Regions from separate parts of the Mus musculus genome. Here region 2 is linked to region 1. The links are chromatin contacts, called in public Hi-C maps. All regions are on one chromosome and are shown on one strand. The core of a region is the stretch at or near the end of the contact, and the rest is flanking DNA. Distances in the headings are between cores, read along the strand shown. Region 1 overlaps Asah2 (N-acylsphingosine amidohydrolase 2). Region 2 overlaps Gm46659 (a long non-coding RNA gene).

Evidence for each region. Hi-C and Micro-C count contacts between places; a contact is called where the count stands out from the background.
Region 2: a contact with region 1 is called in a Hi-C map of bone marrow-derived macrophages, with 15 read pairs. A contact is called at or near these places in 3 of 39 promoter capture datasets (cranial neural crest, liver and maxillary cranial neural crest), 2 of 484 Hi-C or Micro-C datasets (bone marrow-derived macrophages and embryonic stem cells) and 1 of 130 datasets of targeted methods (the NIH/3T3 cell line).

The regions. Positions count from the first base shown.
Region 1 is chr19:31,995,209-31,998,114 of GRCm38.p6, reverse strand. It overlaps Asah2 (N-acylsphingosine amidohydrolase 2), which reads left to right. Exons shown (of 24, transcript NM_018830.1): 22 at 2,714-2,773. Among named protein-coding and RNA genes, the nearest start is that of Asah2, 110 kb to the left of the region's middle.
Region 2 is chr19:32,468,779-32,471,478 of GRCm38.p6, reverse strand. Gm46659 (a long non-coding RNA gene) reads left to right here. Exons shown (of 2, transcript XR_003952896.1): 2 at 1-878. Among named protein-coding and RNA genes, the nearest start is that of Gm46659, 7.1 kb to the left of the region's middle.

The DNA.
Region 1 (2,906 bases), core at 290-2,789:
AGACATGTATTTTAGGAGAGACTAGTGTGGTATAATTCCCGGTAAAGTTTATCATTGAGGCATATAGTTCTACAAGCTTTTCTACTTCAATTAAATTCATTATTCAGTAATTTCATATGTGTCTAGAATGCATTCCAATTGTTCACACCCCACTGTCTCTTTATTTATTTATTTATTTATCATGTATTTTCCTCAATTACATTTCCAATGCTATCCCAAAAGTCCCCCATACCCTCCCCCCCCACTTCCCTACCCATCCATTCCCATTTTTTGGCCCTGGCGTTCCCCTGTACTGGGGCATATAAAGTTTGTGTGTCCAATGGGCCTCTCTTTCCAGTGATGGCTGATTAGGCCATCTTTTGATACACATGTAGCTAGAGTCAAGAGCTCCGGGGTACTGGTTAGTTCATAAAGTTGTTCCATCTATAGGGTTGCAGGTCCCTTTAGCTCCTTGGGTACTTTCTCTAGCTCCTCCATTGGGAGCCCTGTGATCCATCCAATAGCTGACTGTGAGCATCCACTTCTGTGTTTGCTAGGCCCCAGCATAGTCTCTCAAGAGACAGCTATATCTGGGTTCTTTCAGCAAAATCTTGCTAGTGTATGCAATGGTGTCAGCGTTTGGAAGCTGATTATGGGGTGGATCCCTAGATATGGCAGTCTCTAGATGGTTCATCCTTTTGTCACAGCTCTTATCTCCTTCCCACTCATGCCCATGGTGCCCCTCCCTGAAGGTCCTTTCCTATGCTTGTGTGTTTTTTGTTGTTGTTGTTTGATGTCCCACTGAGTTTAATTAGCACCATCTATGTGATCATGGATATAGAATTAGACAACAGATCCTGTTGGACACGCCAGTGGGTATATATCTGAAGATAAAGACTGATCATCACCCAGTCAATAAATAAATAGCCACTGGTTTAGAAGGAATGCGTGGGCCCTGTGAGAACCCACCCATTTCTCAATTGACAGTTGGCAGGTCCAGTCTTGTGCAGGTCCAGTGCGGCTCACAAGTCCACATTGCAATGGCTATGTCATACCCTGAAAATAGCATTCCACAGTCTCTTCCCTATCTTCTGGCTCTTACATTCTTTCTACCACTCCTTCTGCAATATTACATGAACCTTCCTGGGAAAGGTATAAATATCCTCTTTACAGCTAAGAACTCAGCTGTTTCTTTTTTTGTTTGTTTGTTTTTTGTTTTTGTTTTGTTTGTTTGTTTTGTTTTATTTTGTTTTGTTGTTTTTGTTTTTGTCTCAGCACCTTGAGCAGCCAAGACTTTGCCATACACCAGTCATTGTATAGAGAGGCTTCTCTGATTAAAACTAAGAGAAGCACTTGTCTATGCTTACTTACATCAGTGTTCTTGAAAGCAGTTTGACACACTGTCAATCTCGATGGTAGGCATGAACATTTTGGGGGAAGAGGATCCAGGTCTGTATAAAATGAAGAAAGAGAGGGGTTGAAGCGAAGATACAGCAGTGAGGAGTGTGCACTTCTCTTCTAGGGGCCATGAGTTTGGTTTCCAGCACCCATGACTGGTGACTCACAGCCACTTATAACTCCAGTTCCAGAGGAACTGAAGGCATCTAGCCTCTGTAGGCACCTACTCACATGCAGAGGGACAGACAAATAGACAGGCAGACAGGTAGGCAGACACACACACACACACACACACACACACACACACACTCACAATTAAAAATGAAATAAATCTTTAAGGAACCTCAGAGTGAATTGTGAGCCAGAGCAGGCTCTTTCTCCCTAAGGCTGTTTCTGTCCCATTATTTTATCATAGGAATAGGAAAAGAAACTAAGATAGCTATACAGTTGGCAAAGATTTGTTGCATCCTGTAAATGCCTCTTTACTCTGTGGATGGTTTTCTTTGCTGTACAGAAGAAACTTTCTAATTTCCTGCAATCTCATTTGTTAGTTTTGGGATTATTTCCTGTGCTGTTGGAGGTCTTTTGAGGCTGCCTTTTCTCCAGTTAATATGTTGACACCTTTGTCAATGATTGGGTGACTCTAGTTGTGTGTGTTTACTTCTGATTCCTCTGTGGTCTATGTGTCTATTTTAAGACAGGGCTCTCTCTGCAATATAAGTTGAAGCCATTTTCACGTGTTGTCACATTGAAAATTATAGCTCTGGATCTTAATTTGTTAGAATCTGCCTGTCTTAGTCAGGGTTTCTATTCCTGCACAAACATCATGACCAAGAAGCAAGCTTACATTTCTACATTGCTGTTCATCACTGAAAGAAGTCAGGACTGGAACTCAAGCAGGTCAGGAAGCAGGAGCTGATGCAGAGGCCATGGAGGGATGTTCTTTACTGGCTTGCTTCCCCTGGCTTGCTCAGCCTGCTCTCTTATAGAACCAAGACTACCAGCCCAGAGATGGCACCACCCACAAGGGGCCTTTCCCCCTTGATCACTAATTGAGAAAATGCCTTACAGCTGGATCTCATGGAGGCATTTCCTCAACTGAAGCTCCTTTCTCTGTGATAACTCCAGCTGTGTCAAGTTGACACAAAACTAGCCAGTATACTGCCAAAGTCAAATTCTTTGGATCTAATTCTTAACAAACTTAGAGGGAATCGCTTAATGAAATAGTGTGGAATGTGTACAGCATCTAGGGTGTTGGAACATAGCGCAGACAGTGCTTCCAATCTGAATAGAGAGGCTTAATCTAGACTTAATTCAATGCCGTTTTTATTTCCAGGGAGAAGTGGTTGAAGTTATATTTGTAGGCGCTAACCCAAAGAATTCAGCAGAGAACCAGGTGAGCATCGCTGTCTTCCACGTTTATACCAAGTTTCCCTTCATTTTACAGGAGACATCGCACATCCAAACATATATCAGGTTTTTTTTCTTTTTCTTTATTTGTGGAGGTGGGAAAATGTTCAGTGGGTACA
Region 2 (2,700 bases), core at 124-2,623, 470 kb before region 1:
TCAGCTGTAGCTCGTCCTCCAATGCCACATCCATTAAACAGGACTTTTAAAAATGGCACATTTGTGTTCTGTGTCCCATGAAAAGGAATCGGGGCAACTGCAGGCCTCAGAAAACAGAAACATAGAGCCTATCCTAGTGCGTCCTGTTCTTCTGGTACCTCGTGACACAATCGGTCAGCTTTTAGTACAGTGCGGTCAACAAACCCATATGCACACAGCACTGTCCTCCCTCAAGCACACGCCTCGGGCACAATCCCCATCATGGAGGACGGACAGGTCCATGCACAGGGCACTGTCCTGCCTCAAGCACATACCTTGGACACAGGGTGGATGGACAGGTCCATGCACAGGGTACTGTCCTGTCTCAAGCACACGCCTTGGACACAGGGTGGATGGACAGGTCCATGCACAGGGCACTGTCCTGCCTCAAGCACATGCCTTGGACACAGGGTGGAGGACAGGTCCGTGTACAGGGGGGTACTGTCCTGCCTCAAGCACATGCCTTGGACACAGGGTGGACGGACAGGTCCGTGCACAGACACTGTCCACCTTCAAACACACGCCTTGGCGGCATTCTCTCTTGTGTTTAAGACTTTTTCTGAAATCTGGAAGTTAGCGTTAGGGTATGTTTAAAGATGTTTACACCTTTGAAGATAACAGACAACCAACGAGGAAACAGACTCACAGAGTGAGCAGCCCAGGCCTCCTGTCCATGGGCAATTCTACACAGCCCTAGAAGAGGCACTGTTGAGAGTCCGGCTCATTCACAGTGGCAACCAACTCAGCTAACCTCCACACACCCCTTTCCCCATTTCCTCCTTCCAGTTTCTCAATTGTGATCTTTTTTGATTACCTTAAAATAAAATTTCTGCCCACAACTCGTTTCTGAATCACTTTAGACAGTGATGAGAAAATGATGGGAATAGGGCACAGAGCCCAGATGAATGGGGTTAGTGTCCTTATAGAAAAGATCCACAGGAGATGCCTTGTCCTTCTGCCGTGTGCTACTGGAGGAGAAAGACAGTTACGAGGAAGGAGATGGTACCAGTCACCCGATCTGTGCGTGTCTGGATCTTAGACTTCTCAGCCCTTCGGAAATTTGAGAATTAAGTGTCTAATGTTTGTAGGCCACCTAGTGGATGTTATTTGTATTGCAGTGGCCCAGATAGACAAGAAGACAGGTAAGGTGTTGGTTATAATTAAGCTTCCAGTTTCCTCAGATCATCCTTAAAGACACCTGTGTGTTCCTTGCAGCTGTGAGCCTGCTCTTGTCACTGGTAGAGGGGAAACAAAGCCAGCACTGCCACAGGCATCCTGAGGGACTTATGTCTTACTAACTTCCACTCAGATGAGTCAGATGATTGCATCACAGAGGAGAAATTTAGCACGAGTCAGAGTAAAGCAAAGTTAGGGAGTTTTATGAAGTAGAAATAAGTAATGGCATGTGGTGCAGTTATAAGAACGGGCATTTGTCTCCCAGGGAGAAAGTAATGGGAGCCTAGAAAGGGGTGGGAGAGCCTGAAGAAGAAAAAAAAGACATCTGTGTAGACCTCTCAAAAGGGAGTCGTGCTTACGTGTCTACAGTATGTGTGTGTGTGTATAAACATTAAGTTGAAAATTCAAAGTTCAACAATAAAGTAAAAATGTGTGATCTAGTTTACTTTAATGAAATCACAAGGTGGTTTTTATGAGGCCTATTGCTTAGATTTGGGGGCAGAAGGGTGCTAATATAGTTAAAGTCCAGGTCACAGATGCACTGGCTTGAAGTCGGCATAGTGCACTTATTTTATTGTTGATGCTCATGTGTGAGATGTCTACAGGAAAATGAGCATCACACCTGTAGGTCATCCTGGTTTTATCCGTTGTGTTGAACCCTCTTGTGTTCAGCAGGAAACACAAGCGAGATGCTAGGGTAAGAGACTTCCTTGACTTCTCATGCCTCAACCTCTCCTTTCTATTCTGTCTCATTCCTACTCTCTGGCCAGCCAGTGTTGGAGCTCCCTCTTTTCTATAGGCCCAATAGAATATGGCCAGAGAATACTAGCCCAAACTGGGAAAAAATGAAAAGTTACTTAAATTTCGCTTGTCACCTAAAATTAGTATGTATATGCTATATGACGTACCACTTGTTAAGTCTATTAATTAAGTATATATCTCAGAGATAAAGCTTTGACTAGCATGCAAAAGTCAATGAGTTCAATACAAAATGTTATACAACCTTAAGCTGTATAAACACTGAATTTTGATAGTATGTTTAAACGTAGAGAATATGAGGCATGTATTCCACTTATGCAAATATATAAAAATGTTTTCTTACCTGACAAACACAGAAGAAAGTCAGAACAGTCAAGACACACAGGCGATCTTTCTGAAAGCATCCCAAGAATTGTAGCCTCTTCTCTAAGTTTGGCCTATGGGTGCACACTTGCAGTTGATAAGGTCCATACAGTGAGCTCTTACCAGCTGTTCTGGAAATGCTAGAAGTCTCTCCGAGCCAAGTCATGCACACAAACATAAAGTACTGATATGTTTTCATATAGGGCTCAATCTAGGTATAGACACATTTAAGTGGCCAGGAGTACCTTGTCTGTTTGTAGGTTACACATTAAAGTTAAGTACAAAGTTCAGAGTCATCACCCTAAAAGTAAAATCCTCCCTCATCAATCTCAGGCTTTCTAACCAAGTACAGCCTGAACTCAT